Linked DNA regions of Sus scrofa: region 2 is linked to region 1. Evidence: chromatin contacts called from public Hi-C data. All regions are on one chromosome and are shown on one strand. Each heading gives the region's core, a stretch centred on a gene start, on an enhancer-like site or on the middle of the called end of the contact. The rest is flanking DNA. Distances are from core to core; before and after follow the strand shown.

Region 1 (5,985 bases), core at 1,212-3,711:
TCTTCTCCTTCAGTTCAGCAAACTTGCAGGCAATGTGAGCTGTGTGGCAATCCAGCACAGGTGCGTAACCAGCACTGATCTGGCCAGGATGGTTCAGGATAATCACCTTAGGGAGAAAATTTGCATTTAGCACATTTTAGACATTTAGACAGTTAAGGTTCTGGCAGTTTAAAAACCTGTCACTGAAGTGTTACCTGAGCTGTAAAGCCAGCTGCTTCCATAGGTGGGTCATTTTTGCTGTCACCAGCCACATTGCCACGACGAACGTCTTTGACAGACACGTTTTTGACATTAAAGCCCACGTTGTCCCCAGGAAGGGCTTCACTCAAAGCTTCATGGTGCATTTCAACAGACTTGACTTCAGTTGTAACATTGACTGGAGCAAAGGTGACCACCATGCCAGGTTTGAGAACACCGGTCTCCACTCGGCCCACAGGGACTGTACCAATACCTGAAGTATTCACAGCACAGCATAATTATCTCGTATGAAGACAAACATCACTGCAACCCATACCAGCTGAGTGTAACGTTCAACTTACCACCAATTTTGTAGACGTCCTGGAGGGGCAGGCGCAAGGGCTTGTCAGTTGGACGAGTTGGTGGTAGAATGCAATCCAGAGCTTCAAGCAGTGTGGTTCCACTGGCATTGCCATCTTTACGGGTGACTTTCCATCCCTTGAACCAAGGCATCTAAAACACAAGATCATCAATTAGTGTTTTCAAACTTATCCCTTCCCAGACTTAAGTTTTGAGAACTCATCAAAACCACTTACATTAGCACTTGGCTCCAGCATGTTGTCACCATTCCAGCCAGAAATTGGCACAAATGCTACTGTATCAGGGTTGTAGCCAATTTTCTTAATGTAGGTGCTGACTTCCTTTACAATCTCTTCATATCTCTTCTGGCTGTAGGGTGGCTCAGTGGAATCCATTTTGTTAACGCCAACAATGAGCTGTTTCACACCCAGGGTGTAGGCCAGAAGAGCATGCTCACGGGTCTGCCCGTTCTTGGAAATACCTGCTTCGAATTCACCAACACCAGCAGCAACAATCAGGACAGCACAGTCAGCCTTTAAAAAAGAAAAAAAGGCCACACCCTGTGAAAACCTCTCCAAAAAGGACAGATCCATGGTTTCGCCAATTTATAGATAACTCAAAATGTTACTCTCAGGAGTTCTTAATCCTACAAACCTGGGAAGTGCCTGTAATCATGTTCTTAATAAAGTCTCTGTGTCCTGGAGCATCAATGATGGTCACGTAGTACTTGCTGGTCTCGAATTTCCACAGGGAGATGTCAATGGTAATACCACGCTCACGTTCAGCCTTTAGTTTGTCCAAGACCCAGGCATACTTGAAGGAGCCCTTTCCCATCTGCAGGGATTAAGAAGGGTTACTCGGTAACTAAACTCCTTAGTCCCACTTGGAAGCAATGCTAGGTTTCACTTCCATCTCCTAAACTTGGCTGGAGTTAAGCCACTTAGCAAACTTTGCAATGTACTAGTTCAAGTCAGATATACACTAGTTTTAGAGAACTACCACTTAATTTGCTGACGTTACTTTACCGACCTCCGCAGCCTCTTTTTCGAACTTTTCGATGGTTCTTTTGTCGATCCCACCGCATTTGTAGATCAGATGGCCAGTAGTGGTGGACTTGCCCGAATCGACGTGTCCGATGACGACGATGTTGATGTGAGTCTTCTCCTTTCCCATTTTTGCTTAGCTTTTAGCGATGGCTTTCACGACACCTAAGACGACAAAAACCTTCTTTAAACTACTGTCCCGACGACCGGAGACTCAGGCACAACCCCAACAGCCAAGGGCAAACTCCAGGGAGCATTAGCACCGGCGCCCTGCGGGCCCTGCCCGGCCTACACCCAGCGAACGGGGCCGCCCCGGCGCCCAGCCCCTCCCCCACCCGGGCCGCGAGTCCCGGGAAGCGGCGCGGGCAGCACCGCCCGGCCCTTTGTGCGCCGCCCGCCGTCCGCGTCCTCCATCTTGAGACCGGGAGCGGCCATCTTTCCGCGCTCGCAGCCCGCCCGGGCGGGGCGCTGGGTCTCCGACCGCCCGCCCCGCCCCGCCGCGGCCGTCTGCCCCGGGACCGCCGGGCACGGAGGCCACCTTGGGCGGCCTCGGCTGGGCCGCCCTGGCAGTAACACGCGGCTGCCGGCCGAACTCGAGCGCGAAGACAGACGGGGCGGGCGCGAAGGCGCGGATCGCACGCGGCGGCCACGGCGCCCCAGCAGGCCGCCACCGGGCACGCGGTAGGGAACCGCGAGAGCGGAGGGCCTCGAGTTCTCCACCTCCCCCCGCCCGCAGCTCGGAATCAGGACCAGGGCGCAGAGCCCTCTACGCGCGGGGGGCCGGGAGGCACGCTAAGGCCGTGGCCACCGGCGGAGGCCATGCGGACGGAGGCCACACCCGTACTCACCTGTGTCCTGGCGGCAAACCCGTTGCGAAAAAGAACGTTCGCGGGGACCACGGCGCTTATATATGGTCCTCCCCCACCCTCGGGGAAAAGGGCGGAGCCAGCACACGACACCACTTTCCCAGTTTACCCCGCGCCACCTCCACCCGGCACCGGTTCCACCGCCGTCCCCTCCCCCCATCTTCGGGGACCGTGGGCGATGTGCGTTCAGCCCACTGACGAGCACACGGCGCCCGGCGCATGCTCCTCTCAACCAGGAGGATGACGACTGCTGGTGGGTGGGAGGCGGGGTCGAGCGCTCACTCGGTTCTAGGTTTAGTGGGAGTTTATCGACGGTCCCTGGGATTTCCCTGGCTGAGGAGAGTCCTCCTTTTGTATGAATTACTCTCCGCACAGCTGGGGGGTGGGGCGGCGGGGAGGCGTCCAGAATCTTCCCTGAACCGGTCGTAGCTTAACTGCAAAGTTGGACCGAGATGGGAGCCCTTACCCGGCAGTACCCCACCGGTCCTCAGTCTTGCGGTCTCGCAGGTTAAGGACTAACCCCTGGAGCCGCTTCCTCTGCCGGGGCTTCTCCACCGCCCTTGCCGTCCGCGCCCCTTCCGGCTGGAGAGGGAGGCGTAAAAGGCCGGGGAACCGCGGCGGCAGGGGCCTCGGGGCGGTCTTCAGGGCCGAGAATCCGCGAGTGGCTCAGTTTGCTGACCAACAGCCTGGCGAACAGGCTCCTGCGCTGACCTCTTGGCTTTTTCCATTCAGTTCTTTTATCTAAGTTCGTTCTACACACCACGTGGTACTCCAGACGTCCAGTTTTTGAGTTTAGAATAGACTTAAGTACTACAGTTTTCTTTACTTCTAATCCTAATTTTATTACGTTTAAGACCCTGAGTGTGTGTCTACCCTCCTATTAACATTTTTTTTCCAGTGTATACTCTTGGTTGCAAGCATGAAAAACCTAAAAAGAATTTTTTGAGTTCAGTGCTTATACACGATCTCAAGTAGAGACTAAGATCTACAGCGCCAGGAAGCTTATCCACCCAATTTACTACTCCAACGTTTGCTGTGAAATCACTGTTTCTCAAAAATGGCCTATCCCATTTGAATAAACGGCTTCATCTTTTGTCGTCCTATCCATTGTGACTGCATTTTAGGCATAAATCCAGGGCAAGACAAGATGAGGCCTTTTTGGTTGGCAATCAGGCAGATATTCAAAAATATTCCTGAAGAAAGAGGAACCTTTATTTTAAATGAGCTAATTACTAGATCGTCTCTTCCACGTGTAGAGCACTACTGCAACTTTTTGAGCCAATCTATCAACAAATATTTGAGAACCTACTATGTGGCCAGAGCTAAGAGTGGCTCCGAAGCATATGCAAAAGAAATACTTCCTTTGGGGGAAGAAACCCACAATCTAATTGGAAAAGGGAAACTAATATATAGAGCAATGGGAAGTAGTTAAAAGCAAATTTGTATGGTGCTTCCTTACTTTCTATTCCATTGTAGAATCTAGTTTTTCCAGTCCTTTTAGTTTCTTTTCACCATCCAATAGCTTATTTTCTTTTTAAAAGGTTTTCTGAAATAGTTTTCCTGTATCTTTTACCATTCTTTGTAGATGTAAATTTCTTTTTTTTTCTTTTTTTTTTTTTTTTGTCTTTTTGCCATTTCTTGGGCCGCTCCCGCGGCATATGGGAGGTTCCCAGGCTAGGCGTCTAATCGGAGCTGTAGCCGCCGGCCTACGCCAGAGCCACAGCAACGCGGGATCCGAGCGGCACCTGCGACCTACACCACAGCTCATGGCAACAGCGGATCCTTAACCCACTGACCAAGGGTAGGGATCGAACCCGCAACCTCATGGTTCCTAGTCAGATTCGTTGACCACTGCGCCACGACGGGAACTCCCAAGATGTAAATTTCTAAAAAAAAAAAAAAATTCAGGTTTAAGAGTTTGTATTCAGGTTTAAGAGTTCCTGCTGTGGCAAAGTGGGTTAAGGACCTTCCTGTTGCCACAGCTGTGGTGTAGGTTGCAGCTGCAGGGATGGGATTTGATCCCTGGTCTTTTTTTTGGCCAGCAAGTGAGGCCAAAAAAAAAAAAAAAAAAAAAAAGTTCGTATCCTTGTTTGAACTTTGAGATCGTTTTCATGAAAGAAACTAAGCCATGTAAAGTTTCTCTAGGAACATATATAACTAATCTTTTTCTAGCAATGAAAGCCTTTTCAATAATGCCTATATTTCTAGCTTTTTTTTCACAAATTCTTTTTTTCACAATTCATTTTCCTAGTGAACTTACCCAATCATATATATGTGGGATGAAATTATCTTGATATGCTAGTCCATGTTTGTAATAAGATAAAGATGTGAGAATAGAGTTCCCATCATGGCTCAGCGGAAACGAGTCTGAGCAAGCAGGTCCAATCCCCGGCCTCGCTCAGTGGGTTATGGATATGGCATTGCCATGAGCTGTGGTGTAGGTTGCAGGTGGGGCTCAGATCTGGCGTTGCTGTGGCTGTGTGGCTGTGTGGCTGTGGTGCAGGCCAGCAGCTGCAGCTCTGATTGGACCCCTAGCCTGGGAACCTCCACATGCCATGGGTGTGGCCCTAAAAAGACCAAAAAAAAAAAAAAAAAAAAAAAAATAGTGAAAACTAATCACTAGCAATAGAATAATTCAAATACCTTTGTTTGTATTTATTGCCTTGGAAACATTAATGGCTAGTCTCTTTGGAATTAGATTCCCACAATTAGCCATATTTTGTTTACCACAGTTATATTAACTGCATAGTGCTATTTCAGATTAAGATCAGAGTGCCACACTAGATTTAAAATTTTCCGTTTGGTTACCATGCTTTCTTTCCATATACCTCCAATAGTTTAGGTTTGTACATTGTTGGACATAATACCCTAGGACTGGGAAAATTTTGAAAACGGTAAAAAAATAGTTATTTAGTGACAGAAGGGAAGGAAGCAAAGACTAAATACAAAAGTTGAATATTTCAAAGTTTTACATAGAATCCAGAGTTGTAGTTAACATCTAATCTAAGAAAAGTCACGATGAAAATGGACTTTGGTAAGAAAGAAAAGCATCGAGTATAATTTTAGTTTAGAAAAAGTGAGAAAAATGATTTCTGTAAAATACGCCCAGTTCATTAAAAGTTGTTCCCAAGGCCCTGCGCCTTCAGATAAGAGCATGTACACTTCATAAATACTTTATAGAGAATCCTTTTCCAATAGCACCTATGGAACAGCAAAATTCTGCATTAGTTCTTGATTTATGTACATAACCTGCTGGGCACCAAGGACTGGGGTGGTCTTGCTCACGCTCCGAAAATGGCTGAGATTTGGGGGGACTGGAGGGAACTCGAGCCATACTGTGAGTTTGGTTAGACGCTGTCCGAAAGCCTTTTCTCCACGCAGGGTTCACATTTATGCTCTCAGGGAGGCGGGAACGCGCGTCCCGGGGAAGCCCGCGCGGCTGGGGGCGCACCCTAGCAGCTAGGCAGGACGACCAAGGCGGCGGGGTCAGGGCGGGGCCCCACAGGCTGTCCCGCGCCCGCGCCTCCAGCCGCCCGCGC
Region 2 (5,840 bases), core at 139-2,638, 51 kb before region 1:
CTCTGCCCTGTATGCTTTTTGCCTTTGATGAATTTAACCTATATATTTCACTGTAACAAAACATAAATGTGAACATAACAGCTTTTTTGAGTCCTGTGAGTCCTTCTAACTTATCACTAAACCTGAAGGATCCCCAATACAAGAGGTAGCAGACTAAGTTCAGCAGAAATATTCTCTTACAACAGAAATCTAGTTAATCTATCCCTACTTAAACACCTTGTTTTGGGGGCTGTAATTTATATCTCTATGGGAAAGAGAAAGCGCCCAATTTAAATATACAAAGGGAAGAGTGAAATTGAAAACACAGCCCTGTGATCTCTAATCAAAGGCTCAAGGAGTTCCCACTGTGGCTCAGTGGGTTAAGGATCCAGCATTGCTGCAGGTTTGCTGTTAAGTCACTTAACTCTAGCCACCTTTTGAGAATAAAGCATATGCAGTCAAATTTAGCAGTTGCTAAGTGGGACCCAGCATTTCTTCCAAATAAGTGGGAATAGGTCACAGATATAGCTCCAGGAACTTCCAAATGCCTCAGCCTTAAAAAAGAAAAAAAAAAACTTCAAGTTACTGATTTTAAAATACTCATTAATGGCGTTCCCACCGTGGCACAGAGGGTTAAGAATCTGACTGCAGCCTCTTGGGTTGCTGCAGAGGTGCAGTGCATTAAAGGATCCAGTATTGCTGCAGTTGCAACATAGGTTGCAGCTGCACCTCAGATTCAATCCCTGGCCCAGGAAATTCCATATGCCAGGAGTGCAGCCATAAAATTAAAATTAATTAATTAATTACTCATTAATAAAACACTTTGTGTGGCCTTTGAAAATGACATAAATCTGTATTTGTTGGTGTAAAAAAATACCTGTGATGAACTAAAAAGTATATTACAAAACAGTATGATATCAATTCCAGGGAATTCCCTCTTGGCTCAATGTGGTTAAGGCTCACATACAGTCACTCCTGCAGCTCTGGTTAAGCAGAAAAAAAAAAAAAATTCAATTCAAAAAAGGCTGGACCTTCGACAGTTGGATTCCCCTAATTAGCCATCATTATTCTTTCATCCACAAATAAATTTGAACTCCTTTTCCAATCTATTCATATTGAGATTCTAGGTTTTTATAAACGAATGTCAAGACGACAGTGTACCAGAAATTTCAAAGAATCTGATAAAGCAAAGTAATCAAACTTGGTTGTAGGTGGCCACCTGGCAACTGGGGCATCAATTCCCTAAAAAGGACAAAAGATGACTGAGTAGGAATCCCTCCAATCCAGAGCCGTAAGTAATCAACTAACCTAGTCAACCAAGAAACAATGTACGTATCCCCAGGACCACCTGCACAACTACCCGCTTTGCCAGAAAAGTCGAGCCCAACTGCCAATCAGCGGCGACGCTGGACGTAGACGTTATACGCCGTGACGTCATAGAAAGATGGCTGCGCCCTGAAGATTTCTTATTTTAAATTTCTGTCCGTCGCTAGTATCCGGTTCTGAGTTTAGACTCTGACTGTTTCCAACCATGTTCTCCCTCCGAGGTTGTGGCCGCCGGGTTGCGGCTTTCCTCATCAAACAGCACCTCCCCTCGGCCGGGTTCAGCGGTGATGGCGCGGCGCCCAGGACTCCTCACTTCGACGTGGTAGTCATTGGTGGAGGACATGCGGGAACCGAGGCCGCCGCCGCGGCCGCTCGGTGCGGCTCCCGGACCCTGCTGCTCACACACCGCGTGGATACGATCGGTGAGTCTTGCGGTGTGGGGCTTACCCTCGGATGCGAGCTGCCAGTGTCCTCCTCCCCCTCCCAGAGCCCGATGTGGGCAGCCTTTACCCTCTCAAGGCTGGTGAAAATCCTACCGTCTGTGGTTTCAGCCTGATTTGTGTTTCGCAGATCCGGAGGGTCCGGGCCAGAATTCTGCACTAGGCTATTCTGTGCACCACGATTGTGCTGTGCTCACAGTAGTAGTTCGTTGGGGGAGGTTGGGGATCGAGGTGCCCAGAGAAAGGGACTAACTATAAGAACACAAGCTGATACCTTATTTCATTGTTGTCATTTGCCCTTAACTAGCCTGTTGCTTTGGTTAAAGAGTGAATTAACATTATTAGTACTTGTTTATGAAATGACTGTTGTGTTATTCTCGAGGTTTTGTGAAGCCCTTTTGGAAAACGATGCTTTTTTTTTTTTTTTTTCTTTTAATGTCTTTTTCTATGGCCGCAGCAGCGGCATGTGGAGATTCCCAGGCTAGGCGTCTAATCGGAGCCATAGCTGCTGGTCTAGGCCACAGCCACAGCCACAGCAACGTGGGATCCCAGCCGCGTCTGCAGCCTTCACCACAGCTCAGGGCAACGCTGGATCCTTAACCCTCTGAGCAAGGCCAGGGATCTAACCCACCACCTCATGGTTCCTAGTCGGATTCCTTAACCACTAAGCCACGACAGGAACTACATGAGGAATGATGCTTTTTTTTTTTTTTTAATTGCATCCACATTCCTAGTGTATGTTTATTCTCCAATTTTGTGCGTAGGACGGTGCTTTTTTTGCGCTTAGCAGGCAATGGCTGGATGGCCCTAAATTAAAGCAGACTCCTCTCTAGCATCATCAGAAATAGCAGTTAAGATATCATGTCTTTACGCATTTTGCTTAAGAGTGAGCAGCGATTGAAGGGTTTGTTAATTATGCTTTATAAAAACTGTTAATAAATCACATACTTGTGTACTGAAATACTTTTTTTTTTTTTTTTTTTTTTTTTGTCTTTTATCTTTTTAGGGCCGCACCCACGAGGCATATGGAAGTTCCCAGCTAGGGGTCAGATCGGAGCTACAGCTGCCAGCCTATGCCATAGCCACAGCAACTCCGGATCAAGCAGCATCTAAGACCTACACCACAGCTCATGGCAACGCTGGATCCTTAACCTACTGAGCAAGGCCAGGGATCGAACTGTGTCCTCATTGATACTAGTCAGGTTCATTAACCGCTGAGACAGGAAGGGAACTCTTGAAATACCTTTTTTAAAACAGCCATTAAGTTTTTTCATTCATTCATTCTTTTGGTGCAGTGAGTTAATGAGTCAGTGTTGTCACTACTGTGGTGTAGGTTGGATCCCTGGCCCAGGAATTTCCACAAACCTGGGGCATGGCCAAAAAAAAAAAATTCAGCTCATAACTGTGGAGAAATACACAGCAATTCTTTTGGAGAAAGGCTGTATGATTACCTGAAAGATTACACCTTGCTCATTATACTTGTTAAAACAAAAACTAGGTACTACCTTTTAATAATAATAATTTTAAAGATCGAATGAACCAAAAAAAAAGTGCTGTTGAATGAAGATGATCATTAAATAGTGTAAGTAATGTAGTTTTGTCAAGGATAAGGGATTCCCATCAAAACCCATATTCATATTTTTTCCTTGGCTGTATTCACAGCATGTGGAAGTTCCCAGGCCAGGAATCAAACCCAAGCTGCTGCAGTCACAATGCCAGATACTTAACCTGCTGAGCCACACAGGAAGTCCAAAACCCACATTCATATTCTCATATCAATACAGTATAATGTAAGTTTTCTTTTTGTTGTTTTTCTTTTTTGGCCCCCCAGAGGCATGTGTAGTTCCTGGGCCAGGGATTAGATCCAAGCTGCAGCTGCAGCAAAACCAGATCCCCAAACCACTCTGCTGGGCCAGGGATCGAACCTGGGTCCCACTGCTCCCAAAACACCACAGATCCCATTGAGCCACAGTAGAATCTCTCTAAGTTTTGTTTTTTGTTTTTTTTTTTTTTTAAATAGGGCCGCACCTGCAGCATATGGAAGTTCCCAGGCTAGGTGTCCTATTGGAGCTGCAGCTGTTGGCTTTTGCCACAGCAACGTAGGATCCACATCTGTGACTTACACTGCAGCTCATAGCAACACTGGATTCGTAATCCACTGAGCGAGGCCAGTGATCGAACCTTCATCCTCATGGATACTAGTTGGGTTCTTAACTCACTGAGCCACAACAGGAACTCCACTAAGTTTTCTATTTAAATGAATAGATATTTCAGAGATATTTTAATAATTCTTAGAAATGAGCTTAGTGAATTACAGTTCTACCTTAAGTCTCATTTTTTTATGGTTATTTGATATAGTGGAGCATCAAGTGTTTCTGCTTTTTCTCAGAAAAATAAGATAGCTTTGGCTTAGAAGGTCAAACTTCCATAAAAATACAGAAAAAAAAATTAATCCTGTTTCAGTTCAGTCATATCATCTGCCAATAATGAAATCAGAGGCAGAAAATCTATTGTTTTATGCTAACCTGGAAAATAATGCCTTTTTGACAGACTTTTTTTTTTTTTTTTTTTTTCATGACAAAAGAGAAAAGTCTAAACCAGACACTGGCAAGTAGGAACAGGAATACCGTGATTACTTGAGAACAATAAAGATTTACCCCTATACTGAGTTTAGGTCACACTCCCCAAACACAAAGCCTCATAGAGAAGCCTATTTACCTAAGTCAATAGTGGATGTATCAGAGGGAGGATTCTTTATCAAAGGAAGGATGGAAATAATCTACCATAGCTGTCATCCTGTTTTTACAATAGGGACACTGAGGTACAGAATATTAGATAACTTGCCAAAAGCACATGGAACTTACAAGTGGTGAACTGATCCAGATCTCTTTTACTCACTCCTGGCCCATGCTTCTAATCACAGCACCATCCAGCCTCTCTCTGGAGACCATTAAAACTTTTGTATGGCTAGATGCCACAGCAGATCCACAGATTGTTGTCACAGCTTTCCCATGCTATGATACCTCCCATAAAAACCTTTGAGGAGTTCCCGTCGTGGCGCAGTGGTTAACGAATCCGACTAGGAACCATGAGGTTGCGGGTTCGGTCCCTGCCCTTGCTCAGTGGGTTAACGATCCGGCGTTGCCGTGAGCTGTGGTGTAGGTCGCAGACGCGGCTCGGATCCCGCGTTGCTGTGGCTCTGGCGTAGGCCGGTGGCTACAGCTCCGATTCAACCCCTAGCCTGGGAACCTCCATATGCCGCGGGAGCGGCCCAAGAAATAGCAACAACAGCAACAACAACAACAACAGACAAAAAGACAAAAGACAAAAAAAAAAAAAAAAAAAAAAAACCTTTGAGGTAACTGCCCAAGTTTAGATGTCAAATAAGATGAGAGGAATTTAAAGAAAAGGTATAAAATGTGAATTCTACATTCAGAAAGCTTATAATTTAATTATTTCTGCAACATAAACATAAAGAAAATAGCAGATGGCATTTATGGAAAACATAATTGATTATGACAGTGAACCACTGCAAAGGCACTTCTTAAAATTATGCTTAATTTGGGAGTTACCATTGTGGTTCAGTGGACTAAGGACCCAACATTGCCTCTGTGCGGATGCAGGTTCAATCCCCATTCTGGCACAGTGGGTTAAGGATCCATTGTTTCCATGGCTACAGTATAGGTCATAGCTGCAGCTCCAATTTGATCCCTGGCCTGGGAATTTCCATATGCCACAGGTACAGCCATAAAAAGAAGAAAAATTAGCTTAATTTGGGAAGGTTTCATAAGGTAAGGAGTTCAAAATCACATTGAAAAGGAAAAGACGACCTAACAAAGAAGTGAAAATGCACAAGGAAAAGTTTCAAAAGAAACTACCAGCAATGGTTTGTCTTCCAGGATGCCCTAAGTAACTCTTGCAGCCCATTGGGAACTCAGCATTTAGTCTTTAGTGTTTGCTTCCAGTTTTTTAATTTTTTATCCCGTGATTCTAGTCACTTGTATAGACATTTCCCTTTCAAGCACCCAAAATGTACAAGATGCTTATATTTATTTTGCTTACGTCTATTCTCTTTAGGTCAGATGTCCTGTAATC

The links. A called contact is a pair of places that touch in the nucleus more often than the background predicts.
Region 2: a Hi-C map of alveolar macrophages shows a contact between it and region 1, with 2.1 times the contacts expected there. The contact joins the promoter of MTO1 here to the promoter of EEF1A1 in region 1. A contact is called at or near these places in 4 of 47 Hi-C or Micro-C datasets (alveolar macrophages, embryonic fibroblasts and heart right ventricle) and 1 of 2 datasets of contacts at active chromatin or transcription factors (alveolar macrophages).

Annotation. Positions count from the first base shown.
Region 1 is chr1:92,418,427-92,424,411 of Sscrofa11.1, reverse strand. EEF1A1 (eukaryotic translation elongation factor 1 alpha 1) reads right to left here and starts at 2,461. Exons shown (of 8, transcript NM_001097418.2): 1 at 2,429-2,461; 2 at 1,567-1,745; 3 at 1,192-1,371; 4 at 774-1,070; 5 at 540-690; 6 at 195-451; 7 at 1-106. The coding sequence starts at 1,710.
Region 2 is chr1:92,468,035-92,473,874 of Sscrofa11.1, reverse strand. It overlaps MTO1 (protein MTO1 homolog, mitochondrial), which reads left to right and starts at 1,388. Exons shown (of 10, transcript XM_021092413.1): 1 at 1,388-1,727; 2 at 5,823-5,840. The coding sequence starts at 1,511.